2 separate regions of the Oryzias latipes genome follow, and region 1 is linked to region 2. The links are chromatin contacts, called in public Hi-C maps. All regions are on one chromosome and are shown on one strand. The core of a region is the stretch at or near the end of the contact, and the rest is flanking DNA. Distances in the headings are between cores, read along the strand shown.

The links. Hi-C and Micro-C count contacts between places; a contact is called where the count stands out from the background.
Region 1: a contact with region 2 is called in a Hi-C map of embryo, with 11 times the contacts expected there. The contact joins the promoter of LOC111948736 here to the promoter of pygb in region 2. A contact is called at or near these places in 3 of 5 Hi-C or Micro-C datasets (embryo and gastrula embryo).

Annotation. Positions count from the first base shown.
Region 1 is chr15:12,954,859-12,958,712 of ASM223467v1, reverse strand. LOC111948736 (zinc finger protein 135-like) reads right to left here and starts at 2,312. Exons shown (of 3, transcript XM_023963075.1): 1 at 2,169-2,312; 2 at 656-1,263. The coding sequence starts at 1,230.
Region 2 is chr15:12,549,464-12,553,405 of ASM223467v1, reverse strand. pygb (glycogen phosphorylase, brain form) reads left to right here and starts at 1,454. Exons shown (of 20, transcript XM_011484217.3): 1 at 1,454-2,203; 2 at 2,703-2,804; 3 at 2,953-3,031; 4 at 3,200-3,303; 5 at 3,370-3,501; 6 at 3,682-3,793; 7 at 3,867-3,942. The coding sequence starts at 1,961.

The DNA.
Region 1 (3,854 bases), core at 1,063-3,562, 400 kb before region 2:
TGGTTTTGCAGATCACCACATGCTCCGTTTAGAAAGTGTGTGTGTGTGTGTTAGCTGGGGGCGGTGCTGGCAGCGAGGGGCTGTTCCCCACTTATCTACATGAGGATCCAATCGTTTTCGTGGGGTGGGAGGGGCTGTTTTTGGACGAATACTCAGATGTGTGAACGGATCAAAATACAACTTTGGGGTTTTTCTTCGTGAGGTATGAACATTATATACAATTAAAAGCTCAAAAAAGTTGATTTTGCATGATATAGACCCTTTTTTTACTCCCATTATTTTGAGTCATGGTGGTCTAAGTCACTCAAAAATCTATTGCGAGCCATTTATGGGCCGCCATTTGAAAAGCTCCACCCCACAAGAAAGACTGACCTGACCACCAGCTGATCACATGTAGGGAACCTTTAATAATCAGTCTACTCACAGTAACACAAGTGCCAAGCTTCCCAAAGGTAGAACCGGATAGTTTTTACTGAACCAATCTCTGCAAGCAGAACAGCTTTTGAGATCAGGAAACCTCCACAGACGCTGGAGGCGGAGCGTTTGGCACCACTGAATGACAGGCTGGGGTTCTGATGGGCGGCGTTTCTTATCTTGGAAAAACATATCAGATCCTCAGGTTAAACCCTCCCACAGAGGAGACCTGTGTACGTACCGGCTGCCTTTAAAGCTCATCCCACAGTGGGGGCAGGTGTAGCGGGCCTCTTGGTGGGCGGGCTCTAAAGCTCGCTTGGCGGCAGGGGGTGTCCCACCCTTGCCAGTGTGCGTCTGCTGGTGGCGGTACAGGCTGGAGGCGTGGCTGTAGCTCTTCCCACAGAAGCTACAGCGGAACTGCCGCTCCACTGGCTCGTAGTCCGCCTGGTCCGAGTCTGCCCCGCCATCCAGGTGGCTGCTCCCCGCCTCCAGCAGAACCTCGTGTTCTACCTGCGCACTCTCATCATCCTCGTCAGAGTCTGTCTTTATCTCTACGCTCTGCTCCGTCACCTCACAGGGGTACACCTCCTCGTACGGCGCAAAGAAGGCCTCGTCCGTCTCGATCTTCAGCTGCTCGGCCGTCAGGTCTCCTGGATCGTCTGAGTCCTTCTTCACGCAAGAGATGGTGAACTTGGAGCCCACCTCCGCCCACTTCACCACGTACTCAATGGGCTGCGTGTCCAGCTCCACTGTGATGAAGTCTGCGCCCAGAGCATCTGACTCCGAAACCGCCAGCTCCACCTCAGAGTCCTCCATCCTGCACGGGCCAAGGGGCTGAAGAGCTGCAACCTGCGGGAAAGCACATTGGTCATTGATCAATGATCAGACAGGTTCGGACGGTCCAACAGGACCAACGCAGAACCGGAAACAGGCGAACTAGGTCAGAAACCTGAACACTAAAGTTGGACCAACAAAACCAGACAGCTGCTTCTATCCTGTTGCTTGAGTCTGGACAAGACTCTAATTCTCCAGAACCTTCACCTGGGAGATCAGTAGGCACACATCCCGCCGGCTCACTAGGCTCTGCAACTAAGGATGAAGGATGTTTTGTCTCATCAGAACTGTGGTCTGCATGGGACTCAGACAGAGCCATCCGAAGAAACAGGAAGCAATACAGAGAACATCAACATGTGTCGATGCCTCTGGAAAGAAATATTAGTTTGGGTCGACCGTAACCATAAAGAATACTGGAAAGGCCAGCAGAAAGATTTCCAACAGCGTACTGTAGAGGAAACAATGGAATCAAGTTACAGCAGGACACTGAAGCACAGCTGACGGATCCCCCAACAGAACTTTACCATGGACCGGTTCTATTATAGATCACAGGAGCGGCAGAGACCAGAACCAATGCAGAATAGGAGGTTCCTCACAGCTGGCAGTTATTCACTGTGGTCAGTGACGTCACCGAAATGGACTGATCGCCTTGTAGCGTCACGTGACATCCGTCTGTAAAAACACGCACCGAACCCCTTTATCGCAATGATTCACAAGCCCGACTGGTGCCTCAGCCGCGCGGGTTCACTACCGAATCGGTGAGGTAAACCGCCTATCCTCGGTAACCGCGCAGCCGCAGAAGGAGCCGCCGGGACATCCATCATCCCGAGCCCCTCACCCCAGTGTGCAGCTCGCGCGCTCGGCATCTATCTGCCGGCCGAAACCCTCGCGGGGTTTTTTTGCGCAAAGACGGACCGAACCTGCGGCTGGGCGGCGTCCAGCGTACGGCGGGGCGCGCGACAGGAAAATGGAGGTTCCTGCTGCGGAGTTCCGGCTGTCAGCGGAGAGGAAGCAACGATAGCTGCCAAAATAAAAGAGTGGGCCGCCGAACCGTAGCCCGGTTCGGTCACTTACCGAGACACAGGCGCGGCGGAACCACCGCGGACGTCACAATGCTCAGGAAGCTGAGGACGTGGACACAAAGCATTGTGGGAAAGGATTAAATGGTCGCGAACACCGGAAAGACGGAAGATTGCCTTTCACAATACGATCACGCAATTTTAAACTGAAACTAGAAAATAAAAGCACGAAAAAATGGGAAAAATACAACAGACCTGAAAATGCACCAAAAAAATTGTTTCAAGCTACAAATAGAATTTAACATTTCTACAAACAGAGAAAAAATTAGTAAAATAGAAGTGCACACTTCCCAAAACACCAGAGGACGTTCAATGAAGCTCACAGTGACCTTAACAAACAAAAATGCAGTCAAATTGGAAAAACAAATACATTTAAAAAATAGTTTAAATGGAAAGTTACACATTTCCCTTGATAAAGGAATTTTATTTTTGCCTGATGCAGCAATCTCCCGTTCACCTACGTGAACCGGCCAGGCGAGTTTCACGTTACACCTGAGGGGGGGTTTCTGTGGTGATGCCGGTTGATCAGTGAACCAGAAACCTTTGAACGGATTCGTGTTTTTCCCGGGAATCTCTCATTCTGTGTCGGTGTGGTGGATCAGCTGCGGTCAAGTTCTGTCACCGGACCCATAAAGACCAGAACTGTGATTTCTTTAAATCCACATGATTATGTTAAATAGCCACCATCAGAGCAGAGACAGTGCCGCTGCAGTTTAGTCTTCTGACGAAACTCATCAATTATAAAGGAGCTGTGCCTTGGTTGTGATCTGATTGATATGACGTGCAGCAGCAAAAATCACCTGAACTTCCTGTTTGATCTGCTCACTCAGGGCCAGTCGGAGTCAACTCCGGCCCGAACACAATGAGCTGAGGAGGAGGGTAAGTGATGGAGGACGGTCAGGAGGAGAGAAGGGAAATCAGTGGACCTGTGGAAGGGAGGGGCAGCGGTAGGTATCCGGGTCTCTGTGTCGCAGTCCGCCTCTTGAGTCCTCGGTTGGTTCCAAGCCTTTGCCGGTGCCGAACGCTCACTTCCGCCCCGTAGACACTGGTTCCAGTTTCGAGCAATTACACTTAGAATGCGCCTGCGCACTAAGCCGCCCGCGTTCCCTTCCAGTGCCACAGTCCCCGCTGTTCGTAGACACCAACAATTCAGCCTGAAACGGTTTGGTTTGGTTCGGTACCGTCTGATGTCGTGGGTCGGTACCGCTGTTAAATCTCAACTGAAGCTGGAGGGCGACGACACTGCTGCGGAGCGGAGCGGCAAGACGCTGCTGCGGCACAGACGCTGCAGCTGCGTGGCCCGCCTCCTCTCCTTACTGCTGATTGGCTAATGGACGGCGCAGCCCGCCCCTCATTGGTCAGCTCATGAAGTTGAAAGTCAAAAATTATTGCTCGCTGTCGTAAAGATTCAGAAGATGTCGCTACTGACGTTTCGTAGGTTTTGAAACATTTTAAAACTGCAGTTTAAATAAGTTTTGCAAAACAATAATAATGAAAAATAAAACCATTTACAAAAATGTAAACTTT
Region 2 (3,942 bases), core at 205-2,704:
CTCTGGTTAATTATTTCAATAAGGGCTTTGTAATTGATATCTATCTTTCTTTATGTCTGTCTTTCTTCCTGCACAATAGTTTTAGTGATGTGTAACTGACATTGTCAGAATTGTGTGTGGATGGACTTGGAACAGGCGTTATGTGGAAAGATCAACCTGTCAGATCAACCGTTTACTAGCCAAACAGTTAAAAAACAGGACTGCTTCCAAAGTAGTAATATAAATGCCACTTTAACAGCCTGGTAGGAATTTCTCAAAGTGTCAAACTCTTTACTTTTACTGTGCAAAATGAGACCCATCTGGAATAACCCAGACATCCTTTTGAACAAAAAAATGTTACACTTCCCAGCTTGGCAAGCAGGGGGCGTTACACTACTAGAGCACTTCATTATTGATAGAAGATTCATAACACTCCAGGAACTACAAGAAAAACATGGAATAAATAACTTCTTGGAATACCAACAAATTAAAGTCCCATTATCTGTCACACACCTAGGTGTGTGACATTTGTCCTCTGCATTTGACCCATCCCCTGGGGGAGCAATGAGCTACAGACACAGCTGCGCTTGGGAACCATTTGGTGGCTTCTTCATCCTCTGCACTCCCTCCCCCTTCATCCTATCCATCAACCTGGACTATGGTCTTTATTGTCCTCTGGGTCTTTATTGTGGACATAAAGCTGATATCCCTCATGTATAAAACTGTAAATGTGTGAAACTGTGTAAAAATGTGTTTTAAGAAATATATTCCTTATATGTACTAAAAAAACAACAACAAAAAACTCCCCTCCGTGAACCGCCACCTTGGTGGAGGGGTTTGCGTGCTCCAGTGATCCTAGGAGCTAAGCTGTCTGGAGATGACACCCTTGTTAGGGTCTCCCATGGCAGACAGGTCCTATAGTAACGAGTCAGACTAAGAGCGGTTCAGAACATCTTTAAAGAACGAGGTCCCGGATACTTCTTTCTATGTTTCTGATCAGGTCCTCAGCACAACAAGCATCTGCAACGAGGGAGTTTCGGTCCAGCTGTTGCACGGGCTGGGACAGGCTTCTACCAACAACTCGTCCAATGAAGTCTTCCGAGTGACAGACCCCTTCATGGTCCACTTCTCTGCAGAGGGAGCCGTGGCGTGGAAGCCAACAGAATCTGGTCCTGTGTCATGTCCTCCAAGGACTGACCCACAATGCCTTTTTTAAGAGCCACTCCCAAACCCTTCAAGAGCTTGATGACCTCTTTTTCAGAGTTTAGAGTCACAACATTTAATATCACATTAGTGTAGCAGTTGATGAGGTAAGTGATTGAAAAATGCTAAATAGAACAACTTATTCTGGAAATGGCTCATCTGTTTCAACTCAGAGTTGTAGAGCAAGTCACACATACCTGTGGGTTCAGGAGCAGAAGATGGAGCAGCCTGAGCAGGAGAAGCAATAGGTGGTAATGCACCTCAACGCTGTGTGCCATCCGCCATAAAACAAAATATTGTAGTTTTTGTTGTTCAAAACCATGGGGGAGAGTGCAATTTTTATTTTTATAAGACCACTGGGTGGCACTAAGACACTGTTTGAGTTTGAAGACAGACCGAGGCATTCATTCATTCATCTTCTAAACCCGTTTTGTCCCGTTCGGGGGCACGGTACTTGTGGGCGAAGGCAGGGGACATCCTGGAAAGCTGGCCAGTCTGTCGCAGGTGCCAGACCGAGACAGTTCTTTCTATTCCCCTTTGTGCACGACCAAAAAAAAAATCAAAGTGAGACCTCCTGTTTATCATTCCAGTTCTTTGTGAAACTTTTTATTGGTCGATCCCTCCGTGAAAATTTGAACCTCTCGTTCCGTGTAGGCCACGCATTCTTTTCTCCAAGTTATGCGGAGGGCGGGGCGCCGGGGTCCCCTCGCTTCACCTGTCGGGTGCGCTCTACTGCAGCCTCCTTCGTGTCTTACCCCCTCCAATTGGAAGTGCCAATATGGCGGCGCCGGTGACAGACCACGAGAGGCGGAAGCAGATCAGCGTGCGCGGGATCGCGGGGCTCGCGGACGTGACGGAGATCAAACGGACTTTTAATCGACACCTGCACTTCACGCTCGTGAAGGACCGGAATGTGGCCACGCCCCGCGACTACTACTTTGCCCTGGCCCACACGGTCCGGGACCACGTGGTGGGCCGATGGATACGAACCCAGCAGAACTACTACGAAAAGGACCCGAAGGTACATTCGGCTGGTCCCGGAAGTTTTCGTGAGCTTGAACGCTGAAGGTCCAAGTCATATGGGCGTTTACATCGAGATTACACACATGATGAAGAAAAAATGTTAACTACAAAAAAAAAAAAAAAAATCAGAAGTTCGCTATTGTCAAACGTTGTTTTGTTTTTCAACCCCAGTAGTTCTGTCGGTCTGACAATAAATCAAGTTCAGGATCAGGATTGATGGATCTGCTGAAACAGCAGCCGGTGTGCAGTAGCTTCTCTGCTGTTGCCATGGCAACTGATGCTGTTCTAGAGGAGGTCCTAACTTAGAATGAAGCATTTTTCCTTAGAGACCTACTCCAGGAAAATCATGTTTTTGGTGTGTTTCGCATTTATGAGAGGATGGAGGACATAGATACAGATTCCATTTAAAATTTCATTTATGAGTAGTTCTTTATTCAAATAGCTGTGAATCAGGAGCAGAAGAAAAATGCAGGTTGACGGTCTGCTGTTGTCTACAGAGGGTCTACTACTTGTCCCTGGAGTTTTACATGGGGCGAGCTCTGCAGAACACTATGATCAATCTGGGCCTGCAGAACGCCTGCGATGAAGCCATTTACCAGGTACCAACTCGCCTGTGCACCTGTATTTGCATATGTATATATGTGTGTGCACTTGTTATTCATCTCTGTTGATCTTTGTCTTTTGGATCCATTCTTGGGCTCCTCTGTTTTTATAACAACCGTCCCCTGCGCGTGTGTGTGGGCGCAGCTGGGTTTGGACCTTGAAGAGTTGGAAGAGATTGAAGAGGATGCTGGTCTGGGAAATGGTGGACTTGGCCGCCTGGCAGGTGAGTCTTTACCTGCTAAGAACCAGATCAGAAACCTGCTCAAAGCTAAGGAAAACTAAATCTATAAGCAAAGCTGTTCAGTTCAGTAAAAGTAAATTCTTTTACAGAATTTTAATTCAAGTTTATGTCACATTTTGTATTGGCTCCGCCTCTTTCTGCATGCTGCAGCTTGTTTCCTGGACTCCATGGCGACTCTCGGTTTGGCTGCGTACGGATACGGGATTCGCTACGAGTTTGGGATCTTCAATCAGAAAATCTGCAATGGATGGCAGGTAGGCCGGCCCACATGATTGATGTGTTGTTGTGCTGTTGAGCTGCTACAGTGGTCCGCCCTTTAGGTAGAAGAGGCAGATGATTGGCTGCGATATGGAAACCCCTGGGAGAAGGCGAGGCCCGAGTACATGCTGCCGGTTCACTTCTATGGTCGAGTGCAGGCGACGGAGAGCGGGATGCAGTGGACTGACACGCAGGTATGGGGTGAGGCAGGGGAACGCACCTGATCCAGGTGAGCAGAGCAAGAATGGCAGGAAATCATGCAGACACACCGGATCTTGAGAAAGCAGCCCTGAGATAATAGATGGTTCTTCAGAATTATATGTTTTTTCATGGGAATAAGCAAAAGAAAATAAAATTCCAGCTGTTGTGTCCAGGTGGTACTAGCGATGCCCTACGACACTCCAGTCCCTGGTTACCATAACAACACGGTCAACACCATGAGGCTCTGGTCGGCTAAAGCGCCTGACGACTTTAACCTGCAGAACTGTGAGTCTGATTAGAGTTGTGTGCATGCACGCAGACGTTGGCCGGCCTGTAGATTGACCTCCGCTTTCTCTAGTTAACGTTGGAGATTACATTCAAGCCGTTCTGGACCGGAACCTGGCTGAGAACATCTCCAGGGTTCTGTATCCTAA